2 separate regions of the Rattus norvegicus genome follow, and region 2 is linked to region 1. A link is a contact called in public Hi-C data. All regions are on one chromosome and are shown on one strand. The core of a region is the stretch at or near the end of the contact, and the rest is flanking DNA. Distances in the headings are between cores, read along the strand shown.

Region 1 (5,559 bases), core at 1,864-4,363:
GAAGGAGACGTGTCATTGGAGATGGGCTTTAAGAATGTAAAGACTCTTGTTACTTCTAGTTCACTCTGCTTTATGCTTGCAGTTCAAGATGTGGACCGTCAGCTTCTGCTTCAGCCACCAGGCCTACTGCACACTGCCAGGCTTCCTCGACACGACGAACTCTGGATCCACAAGTCCAAATAAAGCCTTCTATAAGTTGTCTTGGTCATGGTGTTTTATTACAGCAATGATGCAGAAACTATGGCCAGTGTGAGGCCAAGGGAAGCAGGAAGCCTGAAGGCCGGGTCACAGGGAGGGGCGCATATGCTAAGCAGGGTAAGGGTGACTTCCACCAAAGACAAATGTGTCTGCTTGCCTCAGCTGATACCAATGAGACAGGGTATGTCTCTAATTCTGACAGCACTGGGTCTTGCTATAACAAGTCTACATGTCACTACAAAGGACAGGGAGGCCATGCAGGGGAAGGTTTCTCACAGATACTCCTGACGGTTGTGACTCAAGATGGCTGCTACCAAGCCGCATCCCTGCACTGACTCACTGAGCCATGCTACGTTGACTGGCTCCCCTGGACAGTTCTGTCAGGGTGTCAGCAAGTCCCTTCTGTTCCTCCTGTGCACACACTGCCCCTTCACCCAGGCATTTCTTTCAGATTCTGTCACCTCAGGTCACATAGGGTAAAGTTCACACATGTCTGGCTGGGGTGAACACAGGAGCATTCCTTCCCTATCGCTAAGCAGAGGATTGATTTTGCTTGGAGGGCCTGTGTCCAGGTGTGGACAAGGGTCAGCTGGAGCGGGACCAAGACAGACGGACCACAAGCACCCTCAGCCAAGCTCCCTTCATATTCCTTCTCCAGTCCTGCTATTCAACACAGTACTCACTGCCCACACTTTTCTTTTGGCCATAGACTACCTCTGAGGAGAGGTCTCTCAGACGTTCTCCTTCCCTAGAGGGATCAGGACCTATTCATCCTATTCAACAGGGTTCCTACTTAATCATTTATTCCTCACACCAAAATAGAGTGACACCCCCCCCCCGTGCCCAGGCAAGAACACAGGGTGGTGGAAGTCCCTAGGAACCAAACTCCCTGGGAACCTAACTCTAACAGTCCTGTAGCCCTCGAGGCATTTTCTCCTCCCTTCTCCCTTCGTTTCTGCTTTCCCTGCCTCTTGCCGTTTTCTTCCTTGTTCTATTTTTTTTTTGTGTGTGTGCTTTCTTTTCGGAGCTGGGGACCGAACCCAGGGCCTTTCGCTTCCTAGGCAAGCGCTCTACCACTGAGCTAAATCCCCAACCCCTTCTTCCTTGTTCTTGCTCCCCATCTCATTTTCTCCCCTTCTCTTTCTAGTTCGTACAAAGCCTGTCTGGCTTTTGGAGTCACGGGGCAGTGCCCTGCCTTCGGTCGCGCGTTGCAGGGTCCATTCTCAGCACAGTCAGAGCCACAGTTGCAGGAGCTAACACTGTCAGCTGAGGACCAGCACAGCAACAGTATGGCCTCCCCTTATTGATCAACTTTGGATGCCGCTCACGCACATCTTGTCCACACGGGGGCGCTCCAACGCTGCTTCTATGGAGTCGCTGGCCTTTCTAGTCTGCATTTTTCCCGTGGTTAGGGGTTGGAGTCCTGGTTTCCAGTCTTTGTCGTCTGACTGCACAGAAAAAGAGCCTGGGCCCAGATGTTCCTAGAGTAGTGTAATTTCCTCTATCAAAGGCTACACGTCCAAAGAGGCCTTAGACTTTTTGATCAGAATTGGGATTCAACAAATTCCTTCAGATATCCCTATTGAAATTTTTTTTCTAATTTCTTTCTTCTTTTTGATTTTTGTTGGTTTTATTTGGTTTTGTTTGGTTCTGTTCGGTTTGGTTCTGTTCTGTTCGGTTTCGTTTGTTTCGAGACAGGGTTTCTCTGTCTTAACACCCCAGGGTGTCCTGGAACTCACTATGTAGACCAGGCTGGCCTCGAACTCACAAAGCTCTACCTGCCTCTGCCTCTGCCTCTGCCTCTGCCTCTGCCTCCCGAGTGCTAGGATTAAAGGCATGCTCCACCATGCCTGGTCTTTCTAATTAATTTAATTTTATATGTATGGGTGTTTTGCCTAGATATATGCCACCCTTGCCTAGTGCCATTGGACACATCAGATCCCCTGGAACTGGAATTACACATGGTTGTGAACTGCCGCTGTGTGGGTGCTAGGAGTGGAAGCTAGATTCTCTGAACCATTGAGCCATCTCTTCAACCTGCCTTTGGAAATTCTTTTATAACCAATCTGTACCAAACTGAATAATGAAGTCCAAAAAGAAAAAAAAGAAAGAAAAAAAACAAAAAAAACAAACAAAAAACAAACAAAAAAAAAAAACAAAAAACTGTGCATGTCCTAGCCAGGCCTAGTGGCACAAGCAAGCCTATTGTAGCTAGCTGGGAGGTTGAGAGTTAAGATTGGGCTGTACAATGACTAAATGACTTTGTATTGTTATTGAAAACAGATTTCCCCCCGCTTGCCCTGGGAGACTCCATTTTAAAGAAGGAAGGTAACTGCACACCTGTGTGAACGTATGAACAGCACCTTTGCCCCGCAGCCTTACTACACATTGCTTCCCCAGGGCCACCTAAAAGATTCACTTGCTGTGGGAAGTTGCCCAGAGGTCAGTGCAGCCATGGTTTAAGGAAACCCAGCTGCATATCAACCATTATCATGTTGGTTTTGCACACACAGAAAACACAAGAGTTAGGAGCATGGGGACTTCCAATGTCGCAGAATGTGTAACAGAGTCAGATTCTTTCCGACAGCCCATGAGGGGGCACGAGGGAAGCTGTGGGAGTGAAAGGGCGACACCAGGAAGTTAGAGAAGCCAAAGGAATGAAACATTAGAGCGAAACTGCAGCCCAGAAGGAAGGGGCAGGGATAACCTCCAAAGGTCCACCCAGGTGACTTGCCTCTGTCAGCCAGGACCACCTCCGGAAAGGTTCTGTCTCCTAAAATAGCGCCACCAGACTTAGAAAACACTTCGCTCAGGAATAAAATGAGCTAGAAAGCAAGCGCATAGTACTAACAAAGCGTCCACACGAGGGTGCCCACACACTTCTTAAAAGACGCTTTGGCTCAAGCAGGTCCCCAGGGGGACCAGGATTCTCCGCGGCAGGGCTGAGCCTCCCTCCAGGCCTTCGCTCCACAGCCTTCTCCCTCTAAGGATTTCCTTGTTTCCTAGGGAGAGATTCCATTACCCTTAAGGGGTTTTAGAGCCATGACCCGTAGCTCAAAGACACAGTAGACATCGTAGTCTACTACAGGATGATGAATTGAGAAGGCAGGCAGCAAACCTGAACCTTTTTGAGGGCTTCCTCTTCATCCCCATGTACTAGTTGAGAAATCCGACATTCCTCCCTCTGGTTCTGCCTTTGTCAAGTCCTGGCACGGGACGGGAGCTGCCGGCCTCTGGGCCGGCTGTGTGGCTGTATTCACTGTCCGAGCAAGACGACCGAGCCTCCGAAGCTCCTGCTTCCTCCTAACGCTCTCACAAAGCCTTGCTCTTCTGTATCAAGGACTTCTAGCTTCTCTGCCCGCTCTTCCCAATTCCTCCCTGCTTCCACCCCACCCCCACCCCCAGCCTCCTGGTTCAGTTTTCCCCTGCTAGCATCTGGCAGAAGGCGGGTGGAGGAGGAGCTGGCGGAATAAACTGGTTACCACATGGCTTCATGGAGAAAACCATATATGATACCAGGAGACACAGGGAAAGCCTCACCAAGCTCCAAGGCCGGTTTCTGCTGCAGGACCAAACACCAAAGGGTTTCTGTACTGGGCTGGAGACAGTAACTTACGGAACTGTCTTCAGTCCCTCCCTCCCTCCCTCCCTCCCTCCCTCCCTCCCTCCCTCCCTCCCTCCCTCCCTTCCTTCCTTCCTTCCTTCCTTCCTTCCTTTCTTCTCTCTCTATCCCCCATCCCCATCCCTATCTCTATTTTAAGAAGGGGTCTTGAGTGCATAATCTCCTGCCTCAGCCTCCACAAGAGTGGGGTACAGATCTCCACCAGCGGCCCCCGCTGAAGCTCCCTAACACTGATCTCATTTCGTCCTCTGTGTTGATTGCCACAAGATGCCCAAGACCAAGGACAGTGCAGGACAGAATTTAGGGAGCATGGCTGTATTTGGAGCCTCCCTCCCTGCATGGGAGTAACTTGTGTGCTGAGAAGACGCACGCACACACCCAGACCAGGCAATGAGACCACGGGACAATGTGGGGACACCAGCCTTCACGTGGGGACTGCAGCTGTGGATACTGAGACAAGGCAAAGGTTTGAGGCTGATGGAAAGAGGCCGCTCTGTTCGGCTCTCAGAGGCTATGCTTGGAAAGGTACTTCTGTCATTCAGGCTTCTGGAGGTGTTAGTAAGTGTAATGGTTGTTTCTCCTTCCTTAACTTTTTCAATTCTGTTACAGACCCACACTGGAAACACCAGTGAGACCTCTGCTACTGCATAAAATCCCATGTGTATGAGTGTGTGCGTGTGCTTGCGCGCGCATGTGTACACACACGCTACATCTCACTTTCAATTCGTCGGTTGTTGAGCATCTGGGTTGCTTCTATTCCCCAACTTCTGTGAATAGAGAGAGCAGCAAAGCATCCCGGTGGCAGGGTATGGAGTCCTCTGGGTACATGCCGGGGAGTGGAATATCTGGGTCATATGATGGTTCTATTTTTAAAGTTCCAGGAAAACGGATGGATCTGGAAATTATTATAGTGAGGTAATTCAGTCTCGGGAAGACAAATACCACATGTTGTCTTTCATAGTCAAATCCTAGTTATTAATACATGTGTGTGCGCATGTGTGTACATGCGTAGCTATGTACATGTATGTGCATGTACAGATATGAATGTGAGTACAGCTCGTGAAAACTAGAAAGGATACCATGAGCAGGGACTGTTTTTCCTGGGGGGGGGGGTAGAATGCCTGTGACATTAAAACAGGAAAGAGGTGGAAAGGTTTAAGAGTGAGTGGGGGTGGGCTGGAGAGATGGCTCAGAGGTTAAGAGCACTGATTGCTCTTCCATAGGACTTGAGTTCAATTCCCAGCAACCACATGGTGGCTCACAACCATCTATAGTGGGACTGATGCCCTCTTCTGCTGTGTCTGAAGACAGCTACAGTGTATGCATATACATTAAATAATAAATAAATCTTTAAAAAAAAAGAGTGAGTGGGGGTAACGGGAAGAAGGAGGAGCTTAATAAAAACAAATTACGTTTGAAAATGCCAAAATGGGATCTATGGAATCTATTAGTAGTACACTGGCTAAAAACATAAATGCATAAATAATTTTAAAATCTCTTGACCGTGTTTGAGAATGAGGGACCACTCAGGTATGAGGTTCAGGGCCTTCAGCTGTTAGCACTGGGAATTGCTGGGTATCCTGGTTTGTCTGTCTGTCTGTCTGTCTGTCTGTCTGTCTGTCTGTCTGTCTGTCTGTTGTCAGCTTGACACAAGCCAGGATTATCTGGGAAGAGAGGACTTCAGTTGGAGAACTGCCTCTGTCAAATTGGTCCATAGGCAAGCGTCTGGGGAATTTTCA
Region 2 (5,559 bases), core at 1,015-3,514, 220 kb before region 1:
TGAAGCCGACATGTTTGGAGACATGACATCCCATCTGAACAAAGACAGCACAGTTCTCTCATTGAGGCCGGTGACCAGGCTGCGGTGGCTGGGAGCAATGGCTGCCCTTCCCACTCCCAGGCCTTCATGCAGGACTATGAATGGGGGATATGGTTTTCCTTCCTGTGTTTCATAGTCCTGGCAGGTTAGTCTGGGGTGACCAGTAGGTACTTTAGAAGTCCTGGGTCAAATGCTCAGTTGTGAGGTCCCTGTCCCCTTCTGCATTCTGAGACGTGGGTGCCTGTCCTGGGGCCACCAGTATAGCACCCAGACAAGCTTTTAAAATTTGGCTTGTCTGTGCCAATGTGTGCTGGGATCGAGGTGATCATGGTGGCCAGATAGATGGCTTTGGCTGCTGATCCTTCCACCATCCACTAGATGGTGTTGCATTCTGCCTGACTTCAGGCTGAGATGTCAATCAATCCCTGTGCCGGGGTGGGATGGGGTGTGTGCATCCTGGGAGACTTGCTTAGGATGCCACCAGTCAAATTGAGCTGTTGTGTAGCAGATCTTCAGATGTCGGGGAGTCTCTAGGGTTCAAGATCTCTGTACCCTAACCTGCCAAGTGAGTCCCATCCAGGTGGCTCCATCCAAGACTGTTGGAGAGACCATGTTCTGGTCTATTCCAGCCTGATTACTGCTCACTGCTCATACTGGGAATTCACCTGGTTCTGCACCTTTAAGTAGTTTTGTTTGGCTGTAGAATTACTATTAATGTCAGTTCTCGAAAAGGGGGAAGACTTGATGGAAGGGAAACTATAGGGAAAAAAAGACCACAAAATAACTATAAGCAAAAAGGGGGGATTATGGGTGTCACATGTCAGAATGTTTATCTCAGTTTGAATCTTGGTGCTGCCTCCCTGGTTGTCTGACAGGGACTAAGTCTGGCTCCTGAGATGCAGACAGCCCAAAGAGCTCTCATCTAACCCTCCTTTTGAGCATCAAGTCTGTTTCAGGTCCTGTGGGGGAAACTGAGGGCCCAGTGGTGGGGCGATTTGCCAAGGGCTCCAGACTAATCAGCTGGATCACCTCACCCCTGACTCCTCATATCAGAAAGCAGGAGCTGTCCTGGGAGTCCAGATAGGCAAGGACATAAGGTGTGGGGACTAAGAGGGACACATTGCCAAACATTATCCCTAGAGCCATACCAGCTCTGTAATCCTAAGATCACTGGGTAGACCATGGGTTTGAGAGACTGAGTGCACAGAGGTGCAGACTAACTCACAGCCTTTTTTTATTTTAATTTTTATTTTATTTTATTTTATTTTTGAGACAGTGTCTCTCTAGAAATCCCAGTTCCCCTACATAGTCCAGTCTGGCTCTAAACCTTTTCATCCAAGCTTCCTGAGTGCTGGGGTTCTAGGTTTGTGCCACCAATGTGTCTTTTAAAGGTCACACTTAGTACTTCAGTCTCGGAGTAAATGGGGCAGCACTGATCTCCACTCTGCCCACCAGGAACCTGTGTTTTCTTTCTTTCTTTCTTCTTCCTTCTTTCTTTCTTTCTTTCTTTCTTTCTTTCTTTCTTTCTTTCTTTCTTTCTTCCTTCCTTCCTTCCTTCCTTCCTTCCTTCCTTCCTTTCTTTCTTTCTTTCTTTCTTTCTTTCTTTCTTTCTTTCTTTTTTCTTTTTCTTTTTTTGGGAGCTCGGGACCGAACCCAGGTCCTTGCGCTTGCTAGGCAAGTGCTCTACCACTGAGCTAAATCCCCAACCCCCAGAACCTGTGTTTTCAACTGATGGACACATCGTTTGTGCTGCTGACACCCCAAAGGCCACTGCCCACCTGTGGGATGGGGTTGGCGTCTCTACAGTGGGAGGAAGGTGCCACAGCCACTGTGGGGAGATGAAGGGTCAGGAAGAATAGAAGTGTCTCACTGTGGAGTGTGAAAAGTCTCACTAGAGGGTCAGTCACAGCAAAGACGTGGAGGTGTCACAGTCAGTGGGGCAGGATGCACTTGAAGGTGTATGATAGAATTGGATGGTTGGGAGGGAAGGAGGGAGGACAGAGGGGCTGCAGCAGGCTTGAGGCCTGGAGTTCTGGCTAGAGGGGCTTCAACATGACCCTGAAAGGTCATCAGGGACCCCTTAGAAGGAGCAAGCTGTCTTCACTTCCTCCCTCCCTACCCTGAGGATGCCCTGAGAAGGGGTGGGTCGGGCTTTGCTTGATTGCTGGAGCTCCAGCTGGGAAGAAGAGGGTTCCTATCAGGGCTGCACAGCTGGCCAGAAGCAGGGCGGGGTAGTCCTTCCTGGAACAGCCTTTCTATAAACCGAGTCACAGCCGCGTTAAGAGGTCCACTGTGCCCATATTAGCACCCGGCTACAGCAGCACGGGACCAGGTCAGTGCAAGGCTTTACTGAGGGGCCAAAGAATTGAGACTGGGGGCTTTCTTTGCATATGAACTTCTCTGCCTGGGGGTGGGGAGTGAGTAGTCACCACTAAGACAAGAATAACAGAGCAAGAAGATTTTATCTGCTTATGAAAGGACAGAATATTGATGAACCTTCTGAGAAGACATTGAGAAACTCTCCTCCTTGTTGCTCTTGCAGGAACTGGGGTTCTTGGTCCTGGCGGCTGGTAGGTGCCTTCCCAGAGCTCCAGAGAGGTGGGGAGAGCCAGACAAGTCTTGGTTAAGTTAACCCTGTGGTAGTTAACCCTGTAATGGAGTGCCTCGGTGTACCAAGTGTGCATGCAGAGCTGGGCAGGATTGGAAATGGCAGTGAAGGTCGGAAAGGGACAGGCACTTGAAAAGGCCACTTCATCTCATCTGGTGACTTGGGGGACATTTGCAGGCCTCTCTCTGTTTCTGTCAGGCCTTTTTATGCCTGAAAAATACCATCAGAACCAATTCTTTTTTTTTTTTTCTTTTTTTTTTTTCGGAGCTGGGGACCAAACCCAGGGCCTTGCGCTTGCTAGGCAAGCGCTCTACCGCTGAGCTAAATCCCCAACCCCCAGAACCAATTCTTTAAAGATTTATTTATTATATGTAAGTACACTGTAGCTGTCTTCAGATACACCAGAAGAGGGCATCGGATCCCATTACAGATGGTTGTGAGCCACCATGTGGTTGCTGGGATTTGAACTCAGGACCTCTGGAAGAGCAGTCAGTGCTCTTAACCACTGAGCCATCTCTCCAGCCCCAGAAACAATTCTTACTGATTGCCCACACCCACCATACCAGTGGGATGGAACTACTTTTAGCTTTCTGCTTAGGAAGTAAGCTAGTTTCTTTTTATTTTTTAAAATATTTTTTCTTTCTTTCTTTTTCTCTTTTTTTATTTGTTTTGTTTTTGTTTTTAGAAATAGAGTCTTACTGTGTAGCCCTGGCTGGTCCCCAATTTGTTATGTTGACCAGACTGGCTTTAAATTTAGAGATCCACTTGCCTCTGCTTCCAGAGTGCTGGGATTAAAGGCATGTGCCACCACACCAGCCTAGACTTATTTTTCAAGTGTGTGTGTGTGTGTGTGTGTGTGTGTGTGTGTGTGTGTGTGTGTGTGTGTTTGTGTATGTGTGTGTAAGCCAGAGGACAACTTGTGAGAGTGAACTCTGTCTTTCCACTATAAGGGTCTGGGATTGAACTCTGCTCATCAGCCTTAGCCACAAGCACCCTCACCTACTGTGCCATTTTACCAGACCTCTTGAGGAAGTAACCTGAAATGCAAAGTTCTATTAAAGGAGAATGTTCTTAGTGCTGTGACTTACATAAAGGATGGCTATGACCTGAGGTTCAATGGTTAGGGATGGTAGATGGGCAGCCCAGAGCAAGTACAAAAACAGAGACAGGGAGTGGCAGGCTTCTAGGCCCTGGTTAGATGCAGGATCCTGCAGAAGCAAGGAGTGTGAACTTGTCCCCTGGAGGGCACAGGCGTGGCTGTTGATGGGAAGCATCAGCAGCACACTGCACGGGAACAGGAGGATATATCCTGCTGGAGTGTTTAAGGGACCCAGGCTTAGTCAAGGGGGTCACGCCTCAGAACGGCTTGGGCTCACATGCTGGCTCTAACACTGGTATGCAGACTGGGGGTGTTAGCTAGCCTTGTAAACACCAGTTCTTATCATTAGTTCCCATGTGTTCCTACCCTCAGAGGGCTGCCAGAGCATTCCCCCTCTTCTTGCCTTCTGTATACAAAGTTAGTTACTTCCCACAGCTGCATCATCAGCTGATCCCAATGGGACAGGTGCCTTTGCCTGGGCTGGAATGGCAGATTTGGGATGGACAGTTAGATGACAAGCAGGTGTCTGCAGACGACAGGGAAGAGAAACACTTTGGGTAATGTCTGGTCCACGGCAGACACTGTGGAGGGAACAGTGGGCTACAGGGCTTAGGTGTTTGCCTTCTCTGTAGCTGATCCCCCTCTGTTGCAGTTTGTTTTCTCCTCCTTGCAGCTTGGGGCAGAGATCCTGCATTTGACACCATGGACCCTTCAGATGGCGAGGACTCTCCAGGTAGTTATTTATATTCCCCTGGCTTCTTCTTGCAGTGGCCTGGACCTCCATACCGAGTGTAGAGAAATTGAGGACAGCACAGGGGTGACCCAAGGGGGCATTATAGGTGTTCTCCCAACACCAGCTCTCCACAGGGGAGGTCTGTGTCTGGCCCTGTCCTTGGGGAGTACAGCGGGACTCACCTCCTTCCTAATCCCACCTCCTCGGGTGGGACTAGGGCAGCCTGGGAAGCCGGCTCAATGCTTAGCGTTACTCAAGCTCCTCCATTTGTCCTTCTACCTCCTCTCCTCTCCACCCAGCAAGCAGAACCTTCATTGAGGAAGCCACTGAGTATCTGCAGCACACGTCGGGCAGGGACGACCTGAAGCTGCTGCTGACTGAAGATGGAGCCTGGGAGGCCTTTGTGGCTGAGGCTGAGTTGTCCAGGTCACCTGCAGTTAAGGACTTCCCTCTTCCTGGCTTCTCGTCCCCTGCCTGTGGATGGTGCAGCCTTATTCACCTCGTGTCTTCCTCACCCAGTGCCCTTGTTCACACGGGTGGTGCTCTCCAAAGCACCTCCTGGATATACCCACAACTGTGCTTTGGGAATGTGCCCGTGTCTCTCAGTGAAACTGAGAGGCATCCGAAGGCTGGGCCACACACACACACACACACACACACACACACACACACACACACACACACACACACTGTCCTTAAGGCTGACCTGGGGTTTCTTACTTTCCTGGAGGTCAGAAATGACACCAAAGCCCCTTCTGCACACCATAGGGTAAAGACTGAACACTCATTAATATAGAAAATGCCTGGGTACAGAAATCAGATCCTAGATTTTCCTGATTTTAAGATATATTCAACTATGATACACTGTGGGGGCGAGATTCACATCTCAACATGAAACACTGTTGCTGTCTGCAGATACACCAGAAGAGGGCATCGGATCTCTTTACAGATGGTTGTGAGCCACCATGTGGTGGCTGGGAACTGAACTCAGGACCTCTGGAAGAGCAGTCGGTGCTCTTAACTGCTGAGCCATCTCTCCAGCCCCTGTAATTATTTTTACACCCAGCACAATCTTATCTA

Evidence for each region. A called contact is a pair of places that touch in the nucleus more often than the background predicts.
Region 2: a contact with region 1 is called in a Hi-C map of liver, with 3 times the contacts expected there. The contact joins the promoter of Apol2 here to the enhancer-like site in region 1. A contact is called at or near these places in 5 of 12 Hi-C or Micro-C datasets (the A7r5 cell line, Schwann cells, hepatocytes and 2 more).

Annotation. Positions count from the first base shown.
Region 1 is chr7:110,993,780-110,999,338 of GRCr8, reverse strand. It overlaps LOC120093818 (a long non-coding RNA gene), which reads right to left. Exons shown (of 3, transcript XR_005487523.2): 3 at 4,120-4,715. Among named protein-coding and RNA genes, the nearest start is that of Apol9a, 32 kb to the left of the region's middle. Within about 2 kb of position 3,113, at least 63 of the 93 cell types and tissues checked have an H3K27ac peak or open chromatin away from gene starts, as enhancers often do. A contact at or near this core is called in the A7r5 cell line and liver, where this site is marked.
Region 2 is chr7:111,215,914-111,221,472 of GRCr8, reverse strand. Apol2 (apolipoprotein L, 2) reads left to right here and starts at 2,264. Exons shown (of 5, transcript XM_235465.10): 1 at 2,264-2,371; 2 at 2,582-2,757; 3 at 4,399-4,479; 4 at 4,779-4,905. The coding sequence starts at 2,694.